Linked DNA regions of Pan troglodytes: region 2 is linked to region 1. A link is a contact called in public Hi-C data. All regions are on one chromosome and are shown on one strand. Each heading gives the region's core, a stretch centred on a gene start, on an enhancer-like site or on the middle of the called end of the contact. The rest is flanking DNA. Distances are from core to core; before and after follow the strand shown. Region 1 overlaps LOC129143133 (a long non-coding RNA gene). Region 2 overlaps COMMD1 (copper metabolism domain containing 1).

Evidence for each region. A called contact is a pair of places that touch in the nucleus more often than the background predicts.
Region 2: a Hi-C map of induced pluripotent stem cells shows a contact between it and region 1, with 4 times the contacts expected there. The contact joins two enhancer-like sites. A contact is called at or near these places in 6 of 7 Hi-C or Micro-C datasets (blood, induced pluripotent stem cells, a lymphoblastoid cell line and 2 more) and 1 of 1 other capture datasets (stem cell-derived neural stem cells).

Annotation. Positions count from the first base shown.
Region 1 is chr12:60,302,839-60,308,379 of NHGRI_mPanTro3-v2.0_pri, reverse strand. The region is part of intron 4 of LOC129143133 (a long non-coding RNA gene); the gene reads left to right. Among named protein-coding and RNA genes, the nearest start is that of TMEM17, 94 kb to the right of the region's middle. Within about 2 kb of position 2,194, at least 12 of the 24 cell types and tissues checked have an H3K27ac peak or open chromatin away from gene starts, as enhancers often do. A contact at or near this core is called in induced pluripotent stem cells, where this site is marked.
Region 2 is chr12:60,787,499-60,793,039 of NHGRI_mPanTro3-v2.0_pri, reverse strand. The region is part of intron 1 of COMMD1 (copper metabolism domain containing 1); the gene reads left to right. Among named protein-coding and RNA genes, the nearest start is that of COMMD1, 38 kb to the left of the region's middle. Within about 2 kb of position 3,434, at least 2 of the 24 cell types and tissues checked have an H3K27ac peak or open chromatin away from gene starts, as enhancers often do. A contact at or near this core is called in induced pluripotent stem cells, where this site is marked.

The DNA of each region.
Region 1 (5,541 bases), core at 945-3,444:
CCTTGGAAACACAGCTCCTGGACCTTAGGTCATAGCTGAGGCACCCTCTGACATACACAACGCTGCATCATCGCCTGGTCTGCAGCAGCTTCTTTTTGGGTTTTGGCTTCTTTAACAAACACTTAGTGCTTGCTATGAGTCAGGCTCTCTTCTAAGTATTTCAGAAATATGAAGTCATTTAATCCTCACAACAACCTGCCTAGGAAGGTATTTTTACAGATAAGGATCCTGGGGCACAGAGAGGTGAAACAATTTGCCCAAGGCCACACAGTGCATGAGTGGCAGGGCCAGCCTGGCTCCATGCTCTGCCCTGAGATGAGAATGGACCCAGGGTCCATTTAGTGAGCATTCTGTGCCACCAGGGCACTGTTTCTTGGCCAGCACTCCTGGGGCTGGACAGGGTTGTGTATGTTGGTTTGGGTTGGGGGGAATCCAGGGGTCCATGTCCAAGCAGGGCATCAGCTCTTGAGGAAGCAAGGCCATGGCCTTACTAGAGAGAACTTTGTCTTCCAGGGCCAATCTCCACAGTCAGCTGAGGGTCTGCCTGAGCCCTGCCCAGGGTAGGAGGGGCTCTTGTGCGCAGGCTCATACCTGCCTCCTCACCCCTGCCAGGTTTGCCCCTATGTTTCCCACCTTCCTGGACCAGTGCCTCTCAACTAAGGGCAGTTTTGTCCCCCAGAAGACATCTGACAATGTCTAAAGGCATTTTTGATAGTCATGACTAGAAGGCTGCTACTGGCATCTAGTGAACAGAGGCCAGAGATGCTGCGAAACAGCCTACAATGCACAGAACAAAGCCTCACCACAAAGAATGGTCTGTCAGTAGTGCCGCGGTGAGAAGCCATGATCTAGGCCCACCTCACGGCATCCTTAAGGCTGAGAACCCCTCCCGTGTGATCTGTTTCTTGTTACAGCAGGGGCCCAGCGTCCTGGGAGGGCCACACCCATCCTCACTTTGGCGTCTCCCAGAGGCTACAACAGAAAGTGAAGGACTCAGTTTGTACTGCAGCCTCAAGTTCTTGGAAATAAAATAAGGATGTTGAGGTCCTGGTAAATGTGGTGGCCATTATTTTGCATCAGGCTCTGTGCTGAGCACTTTATATATTTTATCTTATGTCATTCTCATAAGCCAGTCTGTGATGCTATTATTATCCTTCTTTTATAGATTGGGAAACTGAGGCTTTAAAAAAGTAGCTTGCTCAAGGTCACACAGCTAATAAAACTGGTGACAGTCTGCTTTCTAGCCTAACCAGGCCCTGATATACATACTTAGGAAAGTAAACATGGTAAATGCCCAGGGAGAGCCCACTCTTGGCCCGGCTTATGTCTTCCCCTGGGATCAGCACCCCTCACTCCACAGCACAGTTGCAGCTGAAGCTCTCAGGGCCAGCTAATTCTCTTCCCCTCTCTGGTTTTTACAGAAGGAATGGGGAAGAGTACAGAGAAGCAAGAGTAGGGTTAATTTTTGTGCAGGGACAGTTAAGACAGAGAGGAAGGGGCAGGGAAGAGATGGACAAGGGAGGGAGGCCTGGGAGCTTTTTATTATTTATTATAGCAGGGGAAAGAATGGGAGGTTTGTTTCTAAGCCATAAATACTCTCCTTTGATCCCTGTGTCTATCAGAGATAAATTAGTCACTCTTAGGCCTCAGAAATTAATGACTGTCCTAATGATCACCCTAAGTGACCTTGCAGCATTCCTAATTCTCACCACTCCCTGCAAAGTAGCAAAGTGTCAGGGTTTGACAAGGTTTGGGGATGAGGCAGGACTGAGCGGGATGAAGGTGTAATTTCATTCCTCAGCCCCAGCCTCACTTTGCAGAGATGAAATTGGCCTCTACTCCTAAGGCCAGAGAACAGTCAGAACCAGATCCCAACTTCGGGCTCTGCCCTCCCTGGCTTTGCTTCAAGCGCAGGGATGGGGAGCACTGCCTAAGGAAGCTTCAGGGCCCTGTGGAATTCTGACCTGGGAGAGGGCGGATCCCCTAGGGGTGTGCAGGCCTGCGAGGGGCACCTGAAAGCAAGAGGGCATTTGGATCAAGTTAACATCTGACCTCTCAGCAGGCCCTGCCCATTCAGACTGGGGAAGAGCTTTGAAGTTTCCTTTGTGTGATGTTTTCTTGGCCCTGATCCTACTGTACTGGAATTAGCCCGAGGCCCTGCCCCTTCCCTGGAGATTTGTTCCCCAACTGCAAAAGTCTTAGAAAAATACCGCAAGCTCCACCCACCATCCCCACACCACTGAATGCTTTTTCCTTAGGCTAAAATACCAGGGAGGAAAAGGCCTCAGAACCCCCACCAGGAGACATTCTGTGCATGTTTACAGTTTCTCAAGTGGAAAGCAAGGACCCCTGGAACCAGATCTGAGGGCAGGTGCTTCCCAGATAAGCATGTTATGGGGTGGGGAGGATGGAGTAAGGGAGGGAGAAGCAAGATTGTCCCTGGAGGCTTCCCAAGCCACGGGCCAGGTCCAGAACAGCAAGGCTATGGGTTCTGGCCAGAGAGAAGAGAAAGCTGGTGAACCCAGGCCTTCCGGCCGTGCTCAATGAGCAAACCATTGTGCCTAGTGTGGCCAAATATCCATCTCGGGGATCTCTCTCTGAGCACCAATGGCTTCTCCTATACTATTGCTCAAGTCCACCATAAAAGCAGTGTTTAAAAACGAAGGGAGAGGAAGACAAAAGAGAGGAAAGCGGAGAGAGAAACGGGAGGAGACGGAGAGAAGCAAGGAATCCCAAACTAGACTGCTAGATTCTGCTAGATTCGGCTTTTCAGAGTAAAGACCCTGAGCAATAGTGCCATCTTGTGGCTATGAGTAGGAATTACAATTAGTTCTCTCTCTCTCTCTCTCTCTCTCTCTCTCTCTCTCTCTCTCTCTCTCTCTCTCTCTCTCTCTCTCTCTCTCTCTCCCCCCCTCCCTCCCTCCCTCTCTCTCTCTCTCCCTCCCTCCCTCCCTCCCTCTCTCTCTCTCTGTCGTCTACTCATAGTGTTTGCAACTGCAGGGGCACAAGCCATGGATTTTGTTTCCACCCGAGACAATTGCCTCTCCCCCGACATCTACACCCCAAACTACTCCAGACTCTGCACCCTCTTCCACACACCTCTGGGGTGAGTCCACATTTGCCCAGTAGAAATACCTGCTATCTGATGTTTGACTCAACTCTAAGACTCATTCAACAAATATTTATTGTGCTTTTATTATGTGCCAGGCACTGTCCTAAGATCTGCGGACCTGACTATAAATAAAAATGTCTCCTTTCATGCACTTTACATTTTAACTAGGGAGGCAAATATTAAACACATACATGTAAAATATAATGGGATGTAGTAACAAGTGCAATAAAGGAAAATAAGGCAGGGGATTCAGGGCTATTTCAGATAGGGTAATTGATGAGCTACAACTTTTTTTTTTTTTTTTTTTTTTTTCAGAGATAAGGTCTTGCTGTGTTGCCCAGGCTGGTCTTGAACCCCTAGCCTTAAGCAATCCTCCTGCCTCAGGCTTCCAAAGTGCTGGATTACAGGTGTGAGCCACTGTGCCTGGTGCAGTTGCAACTTTTATCAGCACAGATATCTGCTAATATCTGTGCAAAGGCATAGATGAGGTGAGGGAGTAGGGCAGGTGAGTATCTGAGGGAAAAAGGACCTACAAACACAAAGACCAAAGCCATCTGTCTGGATCTTCCCTGAGATGTGACTCCAGAGTAGCAGCCAAAGAATATGACACTCAGGAAGTCATCTAGGGTTCGAGGTGCTAAAGCCAACTTTTTTCTTTTTCCTTTTTTGAGACAAGGTCTTTCTCTGTTACCCAGGCTGGAATGCAGTGGCGCAAACACGGCTCACTGCAGCCTTGATCTCACGGACTCAACTGATCCTCCCACCTCAGCCTCCCCAGTAGCTGGGACTACAGGTGGGTGACCCCATGCCCGACTAATTTTTGTATTTTTTGTAGAGATGAGATTTTGCCATGTTGCCCAGCCTGGTCTTGAATTCCTGGACTCAAGTGATTCACCTGCCTTGGCCTCCCAAAGTGCTGGGATTGCAGGTGTGAGCCACCATACCCAGCCTAGAGCCAACATTTCTCTTTTTTTCTATGCTTAGCATCCAAAGCTATCTTTTTCAAAATCCACCTGCTAAAGCCCCAGCTAGGACAGCATGTGGGGAGGCTCTAGGCCATTCTGGATTCAGGACCTTCTGGCTCCATTCTGAATACAAAAGCTGACTTTTGACATGAGAAATCTGACACACTCTTCACTCTCTGAGCCCGGGATTTTCTTTCCCAAATAGCTGGGCTTCTTTCTGTAGCCAGTGGTGATCCCACAAGCTTGCCTTTGCTTATATCAAAGACTCCAGATCTCCAGTTGAATGTCTCCACCAAGACATAAGAGTTGAAATTAAAAAGAGCATTTCTTTCAGAGAATAAGCCCAAGCTTTGGAGATCTGGTTTGTAGCCAGTCCCTGTTCCAGGCCAGCCTGCTCTGTCCCTTGCTCATTCAATTTTCTAGGTTAACAAACAGAGCAAAGTTTCCAGGTGTGCTTGCAGAATATCACCTGGAACATTATTTGGAGGAGAGAGGCAGGGTGCTGAGCTTTTTCTGAAGCTTTTTCTGAAGGCTTATATTCTGTAGGTCAGGGAGCCAGTTACTTACAAGTAAAACTGTCCCCAACAAGATTGCTCTATCAGGGCCCATTTGGGGTTGGCTTTTCTAATATATGAGTCAACATATGAATCAGGCCAGGTGTGGTGGCTCACACCGGTAATCCTAGTGCTTAGGGAGGCTAAAGGGAGACAGTTGCTTGAGACCAGGGGTTTGAGATCAGCCTGGTCAACATAGTGAGACTCCATTGCTACAAAAAATTAAAAAATCACCCAGGCATGGTGGCACGTGCCTGTAGTCCTAGCTAATTGGGAGGCTGAGGCAGGAGGATTGCTTGAGCCCAGTAGTTCGAGGTTGCAGTGAGCCGTGATTGTGCCACTGTACTCCAGCCTGGGTGACAGAATGAGACCCTGCCTGTAAAAAAAATTTAAAAATTAAAAAAAAAAGTATGAATCAAGTATAGCCTGAGTGGACTCTGGGTGGACAAGGGGACTGGTTTCATCTGGTTACTTGACTCAGAAAGTCAAAAATAGGCTGGGCATGGTGGCTCACGCCTGTAATCCCAGCACTTTGGGAAGTCAGGGTGGATGGATCACTTGAGGTCAGGAGTTCAAGGCCAGCCTGGCCAACATGGTGAAACCCCATCTCTACTAGAAATACAAAAATTAGCTGGGTGTGGTGGCACACCCCTGTAATCCCAGCTACTCAGGAGGCTGATGTGGGAGAATTGCTTGAACCTGGGAGGCAGAGGTCACAGTGAGCCTAGATTGTGCCATTGCACTACAGCTTGGGTGACAGATTGAGACCCTGTCTCAAAAAAAAAAAAAAAAAAAAAAAAAAAAAAAAAAAAAAAAAGTCAAAGATACCCGAGGTCTTTTCTTCAGTGTCTGCATTCTCAATGTTCATTTCATACCCGAGAAGCAAAGCCAGGCAAGGCAGCCTGGTAAA
Region 2 (5,541 bases), core at 2,185-4,684, 480 kb before region 1:
CAGGCTGGAGTGCAGTGTGGCGTGATCTGGGCTCATTGCAACTTCCTCCTCCCAGGCTGAAGCCATCCTCCCACCTCAGCCTCCTGAGTTGTTGAGACTACAGATGTGCACCAGCACACCCAGTGAATTTTTGTATTTTTTGTAGAGATGGGGTTTCGCCATGTTGCCCAGGCTGGTCTTGAACTCATGTGCTCAAGCCATCCACCCGCCATGGCCTTCCAAAGTGCTGGGATTACAGGTGTGAGCCACAACGCCCAGTCTAGAAAGATAATTTCTTTAATAGTGTGAAGCATGAACTGTTTCATTGTAGCTGCCAAACCATGTCACTCTGCAGTGTTTCAGGTGGGTTTACTTACAGGTGAGGAGACCATATGGAGCCACCCACTCTTACCTCTGGTAAGGTTTGATTAAATTTCTGATTTCCTTAGCCAACTATACAGAATCTCTCTCTGAGGGAGAAGTGGACAGGAGAAAAATAGGAGGAAGCAAGGGAGTGGGCTGCTGGGCGTGTTGGGCTTGAGAATGAGTAAGGGGTGGTGATAGGGAGGACTCAGAGTCGGAGGCGGGATGGTTGGAGAGAGGGGGAAGAGAGAGGTAGAGTGGAGCAGAGGCATATGGTGGGGGGTCATGCTGTTCGGCGGAGGATTAGGATGTTGTGGAGGAGGGGAGAAATCGGCCAGATCAAAGGAGAAGTCGTCGGCTAGGGCTGTTGGGGTGAGGGAAACAGGAGGTGAGTCTGGTTTGGAGCGGGTGAGGAGAATTTGGAAAGTAGAACGAGACTGACAGAGGGAAGGGCAGTTACAGTGAGTGAAGAAAGCCTGAACATAAGGAATCTCAGACCATTTCCTATTGCTATGGCAAAAGTTGTAAAGTCCCGTTTCAGGCTATTGGGAGCCATTGTCCAATTGGTATTGGGGCGATGCAGTATTGCAGTGAAAGATAAGCCTCTTAGATCTCTGAACGGAGGCCGAGAGCATTGAGATCACGGAATGGAGGAGCGGTGGGTAGAGGAAGAAGAGACTGTCGGTGACGAAGACTACAGGAGAGGGCGTCCCTTTTCCCATGGAGCTTGTCTGGAATAGAGGAGGTAACTGCTGTGTCAGGTGTCCCTCAAACAGAGGAACCAGAGGCGTGGAGGCCGGAGGAAGCCCTTGGCCGAGTGCTGGGTCTTTCAGAAATGGAGAGACAGACGGTCAAGGGTTCCGGGGGCAAGGCAACAGTCTCTTCACTCACCCTGGTGGAGGCTTTGATGCGTTGATGGTGGATGAAGTCACTAGCAATGGGAGAGTGTAGGAGATTCTCTGGGTCTTTGGCAGGTTTGGGGAAAGGGAGATTGGCAGGGAGAGGGGTGTTAGGGGAGGGAGGGAGGGGGAGAGAGAGAGAGTGAGAGTGAGTGCCTGCCAGAGTCTATCTGCTTCCTGGGTTTCGGCACCGTAATGTAAGGTTAGCAGAGAGAAAGGACGAGAGGGAGACCTGAGGTCAGGCGAGGAAGTTTACTAACCTGCCGGCTGCTCCATCACAGACAGAGGAGGCAGCACCAAGCTTATGGAATGAGGGGTTTATATTGGGGAGGGGAGTTTGAGGGAGTTCTTTGATATGGCTGCATCCCGGGGTTGTTTGCTGGTTAATTTTGCCACATGTCACCTTGTGATGTTTATTACAGGAGGGTGTAGGTAACGTTTGTTTATGCTTCCTACGACCTCCCCCTGTGGGGTCTGGATGGTTTGTAATTGGGGTTTGCTTATCGCAGCAAGGTCTGATAAGTGAAGTCTGCTGGCTTCACCGTGGTGCCTAGACAAGGGCTTAGAAATGTAGAGAGGTTTGGGGGAAGGGTGGGCAGCACCAAGAAGCTTTCTTGGGGCAGTTTGTCCTTAACAGTAGGACTTGCCTGCTGTCTCATTTTAATGTCTCTCTGGGCCTCATAATTTAAAAGGACTCACATTCCTCAAAGTTATTTTCTTTTCTCAGTATTACTATTTTAAAATCTTGCTATGTGGTAAAGTGTTAGTTACATTATTCTTTCAGGAAAATTATTTACATTAGGGATGTGTATTTAGATCCACTGACAATATATTACAAGAGTCCTGGACAGCTTAAAGGCAATGCCAATTGCAGAGTTAGTGTTTTTTTTTGTTTTTGTTTTTGTTTTTGTTTTTGAGACGGACTCTTGCTCTTTTGCCCAGGCTGGAGTGCTGTGGCACGATCTCAGCTCACTGCAACCTCTGCCTCCTGGGTTCCCGCTATTCTCCTGCCTCAGCCTCCCGAGTAGCTGGGACTACAGATCCCTGCCACCACGCCTGGCTAATTTTTTGTATTTTTTAGTAGAGATGGGGTTTCACTGTGTTAGCCAGAATGGTCTCCATCTCCTGACCTTGTGATCTACCTGCCTCGGCCTCCTGAAGTGTTGGGATTACAGGCGTGAGCCACTGCGTCTGGCGAGTTAGTGTTTTTTAAATTAAACATATTAATTTGCGTAAATAGTGTACAAGTAAGACTGTCCCCTTTATGAGGTTAGATTTTAGTTATTTGTCTTTGAGAGCCATATCCAGCTACAGTGGAATATACTTTCAGACATAGTGATGATAATCTGTCAAAAGACAAAATTACAACTAATTTGGTTTAAAGATCTTAAGAAAAATAGAATCTTGGAACCCCAAACTCACTGTGCAAAAGGGAAAGTTAAACTTGGGATCTGAGGCATCATACAGTTTTCCTTTTGTTGCCAAATCAATAGCTATAATATCACAACCCCATGTCATAGCCTCATTTCTTCTACTCTCTTTTCATGTTTATCTTATGTAAAATGTCGATTTACTGAGCTTGAGACAATACAAAGTTGGCTTTTTCCTTTACTTCCTCTTTTCTCATGTAAAATATAGATTTTTCTGAGGCTAATTGGAGCTTCACAAGAACGTAACCATCTGCCTCACTGCCTACCTGTTCTTCCTTTTATTCCCCCCTCCTGCTTGCTCTTTCCTCTTTAAATACCAAAGTTCACAAAACCTCCTTTGGAAGAAGTATAGGCCACAGGTGCCTCTGTGATTTGTTTTTCCCTTGGGCACATCCTCAACCTTGGCTAAATAAACCTCTAATCTATTGAGACCTGCCTCAGTCACTTTTGGCTTAACAATCTCAATTGTGTATTTGCAACTCTAAAATTGGGCAACACTTCATTCAATAAAATAGAATAAATGTTCCCATGAATTGAGCAGAGGTGGTTGGTTTTATAGGCAGAAAGGGCTGAATAAAGCAGAAACAAAGAATAAAATGCAGATTGGTCATTTCAAAAAGTTACTTTCCTTGTAAGGCAGCAATGGGGAGATAGAACAATAGAAAATAACTGACTACTTAACATCAGGTTACTTCAGGCTACCTTTTTTGTGTAAGGATTGAAGCAAAGGAAACCTCATTCTCATGCTAATTGAAGACTGTAACTGGCCTTTTGGGAAAATTGGCTGTTATGGCTCTGTCCTCATTCCTTGGAAGGTCAGATAACAACTTAGTTTTAGTAGTGGTGATGTGAACTTTAGCATGGGTGACTCCATTTTTTGTTTGTTTGTTTGTTTGTTTTTTAGACGGAGTCTCACTGTGTAGCCCAGGCTGGAGTGCAGTGGCGCGATCTCAGCTCACTGCACGCTCCACCTCCCGGGTTCATGCCATTCTCCTGCCTCAGCCTTGCGAGTAGCTGGGACTACAGGTGCCTGCCCGCCACCATGCCCGGCTAATTTTTTTTGTATTTTTAGTAGAGACGGGATTTCACCATGTTAGCCAGGATGGTCTTGATCTCCTGACCTTGTGATCCACCTGCCTCGGCCTCCCAAAGTGCTGGGATTACAGGCGTGAGCCACCGCGCCCGGCCGGGTTACTCCATTTTGATTTGTAGCGTTGTCTGTTGAGACCTAGTGGACTAGCTTAGTCCAAAACAGTGACCTTCTGAAGGTTTTGTTTTGTTTTGAGACTGAGTTTCACTCTTGTTGCCCAGGCTGGAGTGCAATGGCTCACTGCAACTTCTGCCTCCTGGGTTCAAGTGATTTACCTGTCTCAGCCTCTCGAGTAGCTGGGATTACAGGCGCATGCCACCACGCCTGGCTAATTTTTATTTTTTTAGTAGAGATGGGGTTTCATCATATTGGTCAGGCTGGTCTCAAACTCCTCACCTCAGGTGATCTGCCCTCCTCAGCCTCCTGAAGTGCTTGGATTACAGGTGTTAGCCACTGTGCCTGGCCAGTTTTTTTTTTTTTTTCTTAAAGACCAGTGTGATAGTAACCTTTTGTAATTTTTAATTAACAAATTCTATAAAAAGTAAGCAATATAAAGCAGGGAGCTATTTATTTATTTATTTATTTTGAGACAGAGTTTCCCTCTGTTGCCTAGCCTGGAGTGCAGTGGTACAATCTTGGCTCATTACAATCTCCGCCTCCTAAGTTCACAATTCTGGTGCCTCAGCCATCTGAGTAACTGGGATTACAGGCATGTGCTACCATGCCTGGCTAATTTTTGTATTTTTAGTAGAGACAGGTTTTCACTTCATCGCCCAGGCTGTTCTCAAACTCCTGGACTCAAGTGATCTGCCCACCTTAGCCTCCTAAAGTGCTGGGATTACAGGTGTGAACCACCGTGCCCAGCCCAGGGAGCTATTTAATATCTATTTTCAGTATCCTAAAGAGCTAAGCATACATTTTTCAGTTTTGGAAAAGGAATTTGTCACATATTGACATTCTCAGGAATACAACCTTTATAGGACATGCTACCCCAAAATGTTGTACCTTGACATATTTTTTTATTTTTAAGGGTGGTCAAGTGAAGCAGTGGGAATGGAGAAGGAACAAATAAATTTGTAACTGGTTGTGATAAGCTATAAACCAGCCTTGAATATTTTTTAGGCTAAAGGCATTTGAGAAAATAGCCAAAGCAGTAAGGTCTCTCATACCTTTTCCTGCCCTAGTCCCCTGAAGCAGGTCATAAAAACCTTGCAAGGATTTTCTCACCTCTTGAAGCAGGTCCCAAGATCCTCATCTGAAATGTCAATCTTAAAAAAAGGATACTAGAGAAAACTATGTCTATACATGTTGGGTTTACTCAGGAATAGAAATAAGGATTATAACCTGGAATGCATGGAATGGCAAGCCACCAGTGCATTCCATGAGGGAAGGGTAAGGGAAGCTTTTATTAGCAAAAGAGATTTACATAAGCTGCTTAGGAGCGGAGTTCATTGGTTCCAGAGGTTCAAAGCCAGAGTTGTTATCAGTTCATTGGTGGAGATGCCCTTACTGGGCAAGTGTTCTTCTGAAAACATTTTATCTGAATTACATGTCCGAGATAACTGTTTCCAGTTCAATAATTATTTGAATTACTGCAGTCCTAAAGAATGTCTAGTGATAAACCTTATCAAAGCAGGAGATGTGTGAAGGACACAGAATGACTTTCAGAAAGTCCTTGGAAACTGTTCTTATCTGACAAGCATGGGCCTCCTCTTCTTTGGGCGTTCCCGGCTCTATTTTGTCGGGGTCTAGCAAAAGTTAATTTCATCTTGCTATCTGC